Linked DNA regions of Mus musculus: regions 1 and 3 are each linked to region 2. The links are chromatin contacts, called in public HiChIP or PLAC-seq and promoter capture Hi-C maps. All regions are on one chromosome and are shown on one strand. The core of a region is the stretch at or near the end of the contact, and the rest is flanking DNA. Distances in the headings are between cores, read along the strand shown.

The links. Promoter capture Hi-C pulls out the DNA fragments that hold promoters and counts their contacts. HiChIP or PLAC-seq counts read pairs in DNA pulled down with a chosen protein or histone mark.
Region 1: an H3K27ac HiChIP or PLAC-seq map of embryonic stem cells shows a contact between it and region 2, with 3 times the contacts expected there. The contact joins the enhancer-like site here to the promoter of Smndc1 in region 2. A contact is called at or near these places in 4 of 39 promoter capture datasets (the C10 cell line, cranial neural crest, pre-B cells and 1 more), 3 of 484 Hi-C or Micro-C datasets (CD4 T cells, CD8 T cells and rod photoreceptor), 12 of 115 datasets of contacts at active chromatin or transcription factors (embryonic stem cells, epiblast stem cells, forebrain and 3 more) and 3 of 9 other capture datasets (adipose tissue, embryonic stem cells and liver).
Region 3: a promoter capture Hi-C map of pre-B cells shows a contact between it and region 2, with 2.3 times the contacts expected there. The contact joins the enhancer-like site here to the promoter of Smndc1 in region 2. A contact is called at or near these places in 7 of 39 promoter capture datasets (the C10 cell line, the HPC-7 cell line, cranial neural crest and 3 more), 1 of 484 Hi-C or Micro-C datasets (B cells), 2 of 115 datasets of contacts at active chromatin or transcription factors (microglia and pancreatic cancer cells) and 1 of 9 other capture datasets (liver).

The regions. Positions count from the first base shown.
Region 1 is chr19:53,057,267-53,061,112 of GRCm38.p6, forward strand. All of the region lies in intron 2 of Gm30234 (a long non-coding RNA gene), which reads right to left. Among named protein-coding and RNA genes, the nearest start is that of 1700054A03Rik, 17 kb to the right of the region's middle. Within about 2 kb of position 1,640, at least 54 of the 459 cell types and tissues checked have an H3K27ac peak or open chromatin away from gene starts, as enhancers often do. A contact at or near this core is called in embryonic stem cells and trophoblast stem cells, where this site is marked.
Region 2 is chr19:53,388,254-53,392,075 of GRCm38.p6, forward strand. It overlaps Smndc1 (survival motor neuron domain containing 1), which reads right to left and starts at 2,381. Exons shown (of 6, transcript NM_172429.3): 1 at 2,163-2,381; 2 at 1,050-1,169. The coding sequence starts at 1,169.
Region 3 is chr19:53,117,369-53,121,674 of GRCm38.p6, forward strand. No RefSeq gene overlaps it. Among named protein-coding and RNA genes, the nearest start is that of Gm30381, 9.2 kb to the right of the region's middle. Within about 2 kb of position 2,518, at least 68 of the 459 cell types and tissues checked have an H3K27ac peak or open chromatin away from gene starts, as enhancers often do. A contact at or near this core is called in B cells, the HPC-7 cell line and pre-B cells, where this site is marked.

The sequences.
Region 1 (3,846 bases), core at 390-2,889, 330 kb before region 2:
AGCCTCCACCACTGGGCCCAATTTAAAAGAGTATTGGATCTGGGCTTGAGATATAGCTCAATTGGTAGAAGCAAACTTGGCATGCATAAAGCCCAGGGTTTGATTCTCAGTCCCAACAAACCAAGTGTGGTAAGACATGTCTATAATCTTAGCACTTGAGGAGTAAGGCAAAAAAGGATTTTTTTTTTATTTCTTATATAAGATACATAAAACGTGTGTGTGTGTGTGTGTGTGTGTGTGTGTGTGTGTGTGTGTGTAGTTTTTGAGGCAGGATTTTGCTGTGTAACAACCCTGGCTGTCCTAGAACTCACTAGACCAGGCTCTGACCACGACCTCACGGAGATCCGTCTGCCTCTGTCTCCTTAGTGCTAGGATTAAAAGCAAGCACCACCATGCCCGGCCAAACACATATTCTTTTTAAAAAAAGTTTGATGAACTCAACTGCACAAAAATATCTTAGAAGGAAGCAGAAATAGCAACAGCAAACTTGCTGTAAACAGCGTAAGAAATTACATCATAACGTCGGCAGGTTCATTTTGGCAGGATCTGTGACACTCCCTTGTAAGCTGTATTCCTTGCATCCTTGTAACCACCCCTCTAAGACAATGCTAATTGAAACTAATATTTGAAGACATTCGGGCACTTGCCTACAGGCATTTCACTGTAGGAAGTAAGAGTCAAGTTCAAGAAGCAGTTGAACTCAGGAGGATCTGGCTTCTAAGAGTTTGTCAATAACCAAGGACACAGAAGGTTAGGGGTCTGAACTGAGGAGTAAGATTGGGGTCCAGCTTTCTTTCTCCACAGTGTTTTCAGATAGAGCAGGTAACTACAGTTATGGTGCCCAGTACTCTTAAACCAATGGCAGGCACAGCAGCAGTCCTGCACTCTGATTGGTCCTGGTCTCTGGAGGCGGCCCAACAGCTAAGCCAATCGAACTGCTGATCACAGCTCCTCCCACCTAAGGACCCTTCCCTTCCTCCTTAATCCAAGGTCAAGATGGATCGAAAATAGCGTGTCTTCCCTAGACTGTCCCGTGAAACTTTCCCCAAAGTGACTGTTCATTTTGCCCTGTCCAGCGTGGCGACCACTGAGTCGCGGATGACTGCAGGGATAAACATGACTAAAAGCTTCTGCCTGTGGCTAGCAGCTACCACACGGGACAGCACTACGTTGACGTTGTTTTGATTAGATTTCTTCCAGAGCTGAGTACAGCGGTTGATTGGTTTTTCTGTTTGACTTCTGTGAATCTTGTCTTTGGATGTGATCCATTAAGCATAAGAAAAGAATTAAAAACAAGGAAAGTCTACTTGTGTGGCCCAACGGATCAGTGCTGAGCCCAGAAGAGACTCATCACAACGAATTCCTATTAACAACAGTTTCTGGTTCAAAATAACAGAAGGAGAAAACACAGCCTAGGGCACTTGGAACCCTAAGTAGCAGATGTTCCGGCTTCAAGGTCCAGGTAGAATGTGGATTCCAGGAAGAAGCTAATAGCTTTATTGTGGAACAAGCCCTCACTTAGGACCCAGCTGAGGGCAGACATTAGTTCTGGCCAAGTATTCAGAGCCCTCTGTCATTCCCTATAATCCTCCTGCGGCTCAGTGCTGCCACAGCGTTCCACAGTACAGGTCCAAACCGGAATCTGGAGAGGCTCATATTCCAAAAGTCAGAGGGAGCGGCAATGCCTGGGGCACTAACTATGGGAATAGAGTATGGCTTGCCTGAAGGCCTTGAACTCTGATTCCCCGTAGGAAGGCCCACTGCACAGTGGCTGAGACTTTTTCTGAAGAGATAACAGACTAGCAGAAGGTGACAGAGCAGAAGCTGAGCTGGGGACACCTCTGACGTGGGCCCTATCACCAAACCTTGTCCCTTAGGGCCTGTACGGAAGTTGCTGTGAGACAGCAGTCGGGGTAGGGCAGTGCCAACTGGGGCACTATCAGCAACAGACAAAAGAGGCTGTAGGGGCCCCTGTGGCAAGAGGACACAGCAGTACAGGGCTAAGAAGACTATTAAAGAAAGGTTTCCTCTCAAGTCCCAGGTTTAATGGTGACTTTTAGACAGATGACAGTAATGTTACAAGACAAAGACAGGAATGAACTAGAGGTTGAGGGGCCCGGGTATCATGCCTCAGAGGTCTGTCTACACATTAAGCAGTCCAGGAAGTACTTGTGTACGGTATGGAGAGGCTCTGGCTCCTTTCCTTAGGGTAAGGTGAGAGATGAAGATAAAGAGAGATAGCCTCTATCACACAGGATGTCCCATCTGCGCCCAGAGGATGTCTCTAGGCTGGATCCGCTCGAACAGCAAAAGCAGGAACTTATCTGGCTCCTGAGCGCGTTACAGAAGACCCCCTGACATGGGATCAGTCCTTCCTGATCTGGGAAGAGGAAGAGAAAGAGTCTGGGGTTCTTATGCTGCATCTAACATGTCCCCACATCTGCGTCCCCCACCACATATACACACCTAGCCAAAGACAGGAGGTGAAATGTTCTGATAAAAAACGGGAGTGGGGGCAGTTGCCATCTCTCTGTAAGCCCCTTCAGGAGACAGGCCGGACTGAGCCTCCTTTCTTCTGCTTTCTTTCTCCTTCACCTCCAGGCTCCGCCTCTGCACATGGCTCCCCAGTGATTCCCCACTCACATCTCTCCTTCATCAATTGCTCGACAGACGCTATCGACCCTTAGATGCTGAATGGCGCGGAACCAACTAAGGGTCCATCTCTGTGATGTTCCTCTTTCAGGGACTTTTCTCATGAAGCTTTTCTGGCTGGTTTTGTGTGTCAACTTGACACAAAGCTGAAGTTATCACAGAGAAAGGAGCCTCCCTTGAGGAAATGCCTCCATGAGATCCAGCTGTTAGGCATTTTCTCCATTAGTGATCAAGAGGGGAGGGCTTAGGCCATTGTGGGTAGTGCCAGTCCTGGGTTCTATAAGAAAGCAGGTTGAGCAAGCCAAGGGAAGCAAGCCAGTAAGCAGCACCCCTCCATGGCCTCTGTATCAGCTCCTGCCTCCAGGTTCCTGCCCTGTGTGAGTTCCAGACCTGACTTCCTTTGGTGATAAACAGCAGTGTGGAAGTGTAAGCTGAATAAACCCTTTCCTCCCCAACTTGCTTCTTGGTCATGATGTTTGTACAGGAATAGAAACCCTGACTAAGACAGACACTTTGGGGCAGTTCTGAGTCACCCCTTCTTCCTCCCGTCCTTGTAGGGACCAGGTTCCCTTCTCATTCAGCACACACTACCCTGGGCTCTCACCTTAAACCCACTCACCTCCACCATTTTCAACTTCTACATAGATACCTTCAACCCAAATCTGATTTTTCTGAGTCCTAGTTCCTGAAACCTCAACAGCATTGTCCAAACATTCTTCAGGCATTCCAAATACAAGAGATCCAAAACACAAATTCTCTCTCCTCCTGAAATGCCATTTTCTCACTGTACTTTCACATACTTGGTATCAGTCTACTCACTAACAAAAACACAACTCCTAAAGAAAAAAACACACATCTCTCTCTCATCTCTCTGTGTGTCTGTCTGTCTCTCTCTTCTTTTTTTTTTTTTTAAGGTATACGCCTACTGCCTGACTCTTGCACAGTTTTAATTGGGTATTTTTTTTTTAAAGATTTATTTATTTGTTATATGTAAGTACACTGTAGCTGTCCTCAGATACTCCAGAAGAGGGCATCAGATTTCGTTATGGATGGTTGTGAGCCACCATGTGGTTGCTGGGATTTGAACTCAGGACCTTAGGAAGAGCAGTCAGTGCTCTTAACCACAGAGCCATCTCGCCAGCCCCCCCCCCTCTTCTTACACACACACACACACACACACACACACACACACGC
Region 2 (3,822 bases), core at 1,131-3,630:
CCCAAGTTTGAAAATGTCCAACTCATTTTAAATTACAGGTAAGATCTTTCAGAATCCCAAAAGCATTAAGCCCAAAAATAAAAGTTGGAAATGCTTGTGTTTGTGTGTCCGTGTCCTTTTTGAAACAAGGTCTTACTCTATAGCCCTGGATGGCCTGGCACTCAAGAGCTCTGCCTAGCTCTGCGTCCTGAGGGCTGGGATTAGAGGCGTGCATATACAGCAGGCAACATCTAATGTATTAATGGTCATCAGGAAGATAAAGAGAATGACTGTTTAGATGGGATATAGAATAAGCAAGAAATCATCAAAACACCCTGAAAACTGCTGAAGTATGGGTTCAGAACTTGAAGGACATTCTTAGGAACAAAGTTTCCATGTAAGATATTTACAAGTTATCCATGGTACTTTTCTTAACCTGGTGTTCTGAGAAGCAACAGGTATGTAAATTTGTCCTGAAACCCCAGTTCATGTCCTTAGATGTTTTGTTCTTCCTAAACTTGGCATGAAAAAGCTAATCTCTTTTGCACTATTTCAACTTCACTCAACAACTACAAAGCCCAGCCTTAAAGTCAAATACCTATAACATCCATACAGAATGTTATTCCCTAACACATTCTCACGATGTGGTTTTAATAAAAGTATAGACCCCATTAGCTTTGAAAAATAAGGCTGAATTTAATCTTCAGATAATTTTGTGTCATAAGAAGGATCTTAGTCAGATTGTATATTCCTCCCTTAATAGTGTTACCTTTTGAACTAAGTTTCCTTGTCAAGTCTTTTAAAACAAAAGCTTATTCCGTTGCAACGCCTCTTCTCATGAAATCCTGTAAGTACACACAGGATTTACAAAACCGAGTGTTTTGTTCCTTCTGATGTACACCAAGAGGAGCTAATGTGAGAAGCCTCAGTACCTGTGTACAAACAAGCATATACACGTGGGAGCGCCTTCCTCAGATGCTTTGCGTGCCTACGAGTCTTGAATGCATACTTTGAAAAAGACAAATCCTCTTCTCAAACAACCTCAACTCCAAGTGTCCACCTGTACTTACTTGCAAATCCTTCTTCAGTTTCAATAGATCTTCATTTTCTCCATTTCCAGAAAGGGCAGCTTCTACTTGCTGGAGTTGAGCTTTGTAGCTAGCCAACTGTTTTGCTAGATCCTCTGACATCTGAGGAAAATAAAGGCCCATAAGGCAAGTCAAATATCAAATTACAAAAAAACAACAACAAAAAAAAAACTTCCTCTGACCTGTCTAATTTAAATCACTCTTGCTACAAAATTCAAGTTCCGTTCATCACCATTTTAACTTTATTCATATTTAACTAATCCACAAACTTCAAGGCAATTAAATTCTAAAGACTGCAGATACGGCTGGTCAATTCTACACAGAAAGAGTTCCCCCGGAAAAATCATGCTATTAAAAAAGAAAAAAAAAAAAAAACCCTGCTTCTTCTTTAAGTATCATATATCATAGGAAGACAGTGTATGTCAATAAAGACTGCGACATACTTTTCAAAAGCTGAGAAAGTCAAAAATCAAGAGAAATTAAAATTCGCACGGACGGGTTCTTCCCCCCAGTCAGAGGAAGCGGTTTTCGGTTAACTACACCTTCGGCGTTTCCTCGCCTTTCTCTCCGGTGGAGGGAACCGCTCGGAGCGCTCACTCTTCCTTCACACGGAGGTCATCCTAGAAACCCGCCTCTCGCCCAACGCAGCTCGGCGTCGCCAGGGGTCCAGAAGCCCCTCTGGGCGGCCGCGGGGCAAACATACGGGTCCTCGGGGGACACCTCCGGGACATTCCGGCCCACCGGAAGCCTGGAACCCCGGCCGAGTCTTCCCGTCCGCGCGCGGGCTTCCCCGAGCCCGCTGGAGCCCCGGTCCACCATCTCCCACCAGGGAACGCAGACCTCCGCGTCCATGGAAACCGCCGAGCCCCGCACCCTCACAGAGGCTTCCCCCAGACGGCCACGTTCGCCGCCTCGTCCCGGAAGCCCCCACGCAGGCCGGGGCCGTCCACTGGGGGGTGCGAGAGCCGCTGCCTCCCCACACTGCCCTGGCCGGGCCCAGCTCTGACGCCGGCGCCCTCGCTTCCGGCCTCCGCCTCCACCTCCACTCCAGCCCGAGGCCCGAGGAGGCCTGACTCTCCCTCAGGGGCTCGTTACCTTGGGTGGGGCTGGGGTCGGGACGGCGGGCAGGGGTCGGGGAGGCGAGGCGAGGCGAGCGGCGTCAGGGGCGGCTGCAGCCGGGAAAGATTTTCCGCCGCGACGAGCCTCGGTCGGAAAAGGAGAAAGTCCGCCAGCGAGGGGGAGGGGAGAGAAGCCGGCCTCGGGCAGGAGGAGAGAGAGACAAGGCGAGCGAGATCTCGCGAGACCTACGGACTCTCGTGGAAAAGATGGCGCCCGGGTCACATGACCCTCGCCGCCCTCTCAGCAGCCTGCGATTGCAGCCTCGGAAGGCGGAGCGGGTGTGGTCTGATGGGCAGGAAGTGACGTGTCTGGGCCGCGCCGGGGGCAGAGGGCATGTTCGTTTTACGTCAGTTCCGCCTCGTGCTGGGAGCGGCAGCGAGTGGTTCTCTGTGGTGGGTGTTGTCCTCCGGTTCCCTGCGGCGTAAACTCGCGAGCCTTTCTGCCCAGCCCTGATGAGATTTAGTACCGGGAACGGGCTGGGAGTGATGGCGGGTGCCTTGTGTCCCACAGGGAGGCAGATGGCGGCGGCGGATCTGAGTCTGAGCCCGCATAGCGAGTTCCAGGCCAGCCAAGGCTACAGAGCGAGACCTTGAAGTCAAGAGAAGGGAAGTTTTTTGTTGTTTAGAAAATAAATATAGCCAATAAAGATAGAGTGATAGAAGTGGAACGGTGACCATTTGAGGTGCTTAGGCATCACCCATGGTAGGTAAAAGCCATGTGATGTAAGAAAATAGAGAAAGGTAGGATGTTTAGAGTCAAAGCTGGCAATCGCTCACCCAGCGATCAACTTCAGCATCACTAGTTGTGAGACAACCTTACTTTATGCATGTTTATGACCGAGTGACAGTCAACATGAAGTGACTGTCACCTCTGAGGAAGTATAATCAAAGCCCTTTTGAGTTTAAAGGAAATAATAAGCATAACGTGTTGAATGTCCGTGAGGAAAGAAACACCCATCCAGAATGTGCGATTTTTTTTTGACTTAAATAATTCAAGAGTAATGTAATTTTAATGAGAAATACCTCCCTTCGTCTTGGCCATTTGGAGTAGTTTAGAGGTGTTCCCTGCCTTGTGCAGATTGGAGAGGTTAAAGACACACACACCACTTAAATTTGAGCTCTCGGCGCTGTATGTGCAGTTTGATGCCGGCTCACAACAAAATACTTCAGCCATCATGTCCTTGGCCTGCTGCTGCCCCTGCCCGGCCATTATAGACTCACTCCGGAGCCATAAGCTAAAATAAAATCGTTAAGCTGCCTTGGTCATGGTGTTTTATCACAGCAACAAAGAAGGAAGCAATGCTATTAAAAGGAGTAAGGACTGTTTTGGATTAGAAGATTAAAAAGATGGGTATGGTGGTGCCTGTGTGTAGTCTCTGTTGTGCCAGGAAATGTTCATGAGCCCCCCCCCAAAAAAAAAACCACCAGGGAGCTGATTCTGATGCAATTGAACTAGGTTCTTTTGTTCAAGCTCGAGCTTGGGCCTCACCACCCTCTCTGATGCAAGAGAACTGGGGGCCGGGGGTGCAAACGCAGGGTTGTAGATTTGTTAGGAAATAACCTGGAAACTGGTGTTGGATGTAGGTTTTGTTGTGAGGTAACCTGGAAACTGGTGTTAGGCACAGGACTTGTTGGGG
Region 3 (4,306 bases), core at 1,268-3,767, 270 kb before region 2:
TGTGTCAGAGGAAGTAGACTTTGAGGTTTCAAAAGCCTATGCCAAGCCTAGAGTCTCTTTCTCAACCTAAAGATTAAGATACAGCCCTCAGCTACTGAATCAGAGACTGCATTCATGCCACCATGATTTCTGCCATGATGATAATGGACAAAACCTTTGAAGCTTTAAGCAAGCCCCCAGTTAATGCTTTCACTTATAATAGTCACACGGTCATGGTGTCTCTTCACAGCAATAGAATGGTGACTAAGGCAGAGGCCTATCAGGAATGGCATTGAACCCTCCAAGCCCATCCCCAGTAACCAGCAAAACCACACCTCCTGATCCTTCCCAAATAATTCTATAAAATATATGAGGACCATTTTATAGCAGAGGAAACTAAGGTTGCCACTTTTTTATTTTTTTGAGATAAGGAGGACCATTCCCTCTCAACCCATCACACTCCCAAAGTCCTAGGATATAGCCATGAGCCAGCATGCCTGACTCTCCAGAAGTTTTGATACAGAGATAATCCTGCATATGGTTTACATATAGTTTTTCAAAGATAAATTTAATTTAAGAACACACATTGTTTTATATCTTTCTTTTCTCCAATTCACAATATATCCTGGATAGTTTTCTATATTAGGGGTGTTTGTGTGTGTGTGTGTGTGTGTGTGTGTGTGTGTGTGTGTGTGTGTGCATCTCTTTCTTTGCCAAGGTTTCTATTTTATTTAGGCAATTTACAAGGAATGTTTACAGAGTTCAGTTTACTACTGTAGCAATCAGCACTAAAATTAATGTCCCTATATTTGTATTTCTGAGCATTTATTTGAATGTGTCTATAAGATTAAAAACTCCTAGAACTATCAAGTTATGCAATTTTTGATTGATTTTATTTATGTTTCTTATTTTAGGTACATTGGTGGTTTTGTTGGCATGTATGTCTGTATGAGGGTGTCAGATCCCCTGAAAGTGGAGTGACAGAACAGTTGTGAACTGCCATGTAGGTACTGGGAATCACCCAGGTCTACTAGAAGAGCAGCCAGTGTTCTTAGCCACTGAGCCATCTCTCCAGACCTAAATATGCATTTTAAATGTCCTCAGATATTTTCCATGGACCTTTGTAGCCAACAAGGATGGGACTGCAACTGTACTCTGACAACTAATAATTGTGTTACTTCAAAAAAGTTATTTTGAGGCCAGACATGATGGCACCTGCTTTTAGTCCCAGCACTCAGGCAGCAGAGGCAAGTAGATCTCTAGGTTTGAAGCCAGCCTGGTCTCCAGAGTGAGTTCCAGGCCAAAAAGGGCTTCAGAGTGAAACCTTCTGGTGAGACCCTATCTCAAAAAAATAAAAAAGTGGCAACCTTAGTTCCCTCTGCTATAAAATGGGTATAATTTAGTCTGCCTCAGAGTTGTCCATGGATCAAACAAAACAACAGTTCACACACACTCATCCCTTTTCTCTCTCTCTCTCTCTCGTTCATATCCGGTTCCCTAACGTCTATTTTAGTTTTTGCAAAGATTTGGCAAAGATACCGTTCCAGGTCAACAAATACTTGTAGAGCTCTAATCGGCAGGGTTTAACAGTGGCTGAAGGGACTCTGGTTCTCTGATTTTTTAAAAAGATGCACATTGTCTGTTTCAGAGTTTTCAGTACTGAACAGGAGAGAACTCCACAGATTCCACTCTAAGGTGGAATTCCACCCAAGGACGTGGTGTTGAAACAGTAACAGCACAACAACCTAAGAAGAGCGTGGTGGTCTGGCAGCATAGGAGTGCTGGAGAGGCAATTCATGACTCTGTACCTTTCCTTTCACCTGTGTAAGGGAGACACTTGGAGCAGAAGACCAGAGCATTTGGCTGGAAATAAACTGAAGTCTTTTCATTTACTCATGAGGCTTCGCATACAGTTGGCATTCTACTCCCGACCACATCAATTGCTTTCAGATAAATGGCATCGCTCTCTCTGCTCCTCCCAGAGGAAAACGGATGTGCCAAGAAGATGTGCCACTTTTAGTCCCATGGCTGTCCTTTGCTCTGGATCGGTTTCAGAGATGCTAATATTTTCATCTGAGAAATGAGGGTAAACTTGACCTGAACTCACTTCCGCTTTCACGTGGGCGTGTTACACACCCAGCTTACTTCCTCTTTCTTCCTAACTTTCTGCTAAAATTCTCCCCAACCCCTACTGTCTTCTCCATCCGAGTTTTATCTTACTTTTTGCTGCCCTAAATTTCATATTGAAACTCTACCACTCAAGCAACTCTTGGGAAAAATAACTGCAAAACCTTTCCAATAACATTTGAAGCCACCACAGTCCCAGGGGGGGAAACTTCATTTGTCCATATTGTCCTGGCTTCTTGGCCTGTTTCACCAGCTCTGTCTATGACAATAGACTCTTAGAGGTTTGGAACTTTGTTTCATTTAAATCTTGGGCAGCACTCAAACTACTGTTGTGGTCAGTCACGCAGCCTAGAGTCTGTGTGTTCACACAGCTCTGTTGTGTTAGAAAGCTGCTGAAGACTTGAAGACTGAACGTATGTTTCGGGTTGCTTCTCTTATATTTTTGGTTGTGAGCCTAGCCTTTAACGGCTGAGCCGTCTCTCCAGCCCAACTCGGGTTGCTTCTCTAGAGCTGATTTGTCAATCTCTTATGTATCCAGGCCCTCAAGTTCTTCCACATAGATGATTTCTCTCTTCCTGAGTCTTTCTTTCCCTTCACACTCCTTAAAGCTTTGAGATTGGTTTTTCTGACATGTAGATTGGACACGCCCTTCACCTTCTTCAGACTTACATGGCAACAATCCATAACTAAATACAACAAATCATGCTTTGTTTGCTTGCACAAGTTGAGAAAAGATGCCTACCAAAAATAAGTTAATTTAAAAAGAAGAATAGATATTAAATAAGACACAAAGCCCTGTAAAACCAATCTATTGTATAACACGCTTTGCAGAGATCCTGGGTTCAGTTCCCAGCGCCCACATGGCAGCCCATAACCTCTCTAGTTCCATTTATAAGGGATCTGAACCCCTCTTCAGACCTCTCTAAGCACTAGGCACCCATGAGGCACAATCTCATACATCCAGGTAAGATATTCGTCCTAAAAGTAAATAAATAAACTTGTTTTGAAAAGGAAAACACCTTGGTTTCTAACCCCAGAAATGATTTGTAAAGGTCTGCTCTTAAACATGTTATCAGCTGGGTTCTGTAGTGTGTTCCCTTCCCAGTCTAGTTTCTTTGTTCAAGCTTAGGGTTGAGATTCACCCAGGTTTCTGAATGTAGCAATTGTCTATTCAGTCTCAGCTCTGAGTGATAGTTTCATTGTATCGACCCAGCTCTGCTGATCTCTTCATTCCCGTTGTTTTCTGCTTCTGCCTTGGTGAATAGGGCTGTTATGAACGACCACATGCATGTAGCACATGTCCAGACTTATCCCAGAGGATCTCTGGATGCCTAAAATAATGTGCACTGTGTCATCAAAGTCTTAAATTTAGTTTTCAAAATAAAAGGCAAGATTTGAGATACTGCTGGGTCTGAGCTTCTCTATGAATCAAATGCCTAGGCATAGCAGTGGGTCTAAAAATAAATGTGTATTTCAAAATAATAACGTGCAGAAGTGAAATTTCAAAATTCCAGCCAAGCTACAACTTGCTAGGAAAGTATTTATGATTCCAATTAGTTATGGAGTCATAGACACTGGAACACTTTTGTGATGTATTGAATACAATCATAATTGATGGAAGGGCATATTTTAATTACAGAGGGTTTTATCTTGTTGCTCTCTTTGTTTGTTTCATTGTGGTTTTGGTTGTTTTAGTTTTTGAGACAGGCTGTTACTATGTAGCTAAGGATGGCCTCAAACTCACCAAGGTCAAGAGACCTTCCCTGGTGTCTTGAATACTAGGATTACATTCAGAGCCCTCCCAACCCCACTTTTTTGGATAGGGTCTTTCTATATAACACAGGCTGGCCTCAGCTTCCTTCTCCTTCCTTCTCCTTCAAAGCACTGCCATTCTAGGCCTCTTCCTCCCTAGACAGAGGTTACTGAGAAATAGTCATTTTCTCCCTCCTTTATCCAAGTTCAAGAAGTCCTGTAATTCTATTACATTGGGAAATTTGATCTACATTTAAGCTTCTTAAAGGCTTAATCGAGCCTAAACAATTTATCTTACTTATTTTTCTGTTACTATGATAAAATGTCATGACCAGGGCAACTCATAGAAGAAAAACCGTTTAATTTAGCTTATGGTTTCAAATGGTTAGAGTCTGCACACTGGTGTGAAAGAACAGCTGAGAGCGTTTGATCCAAACACCAGGCAGGA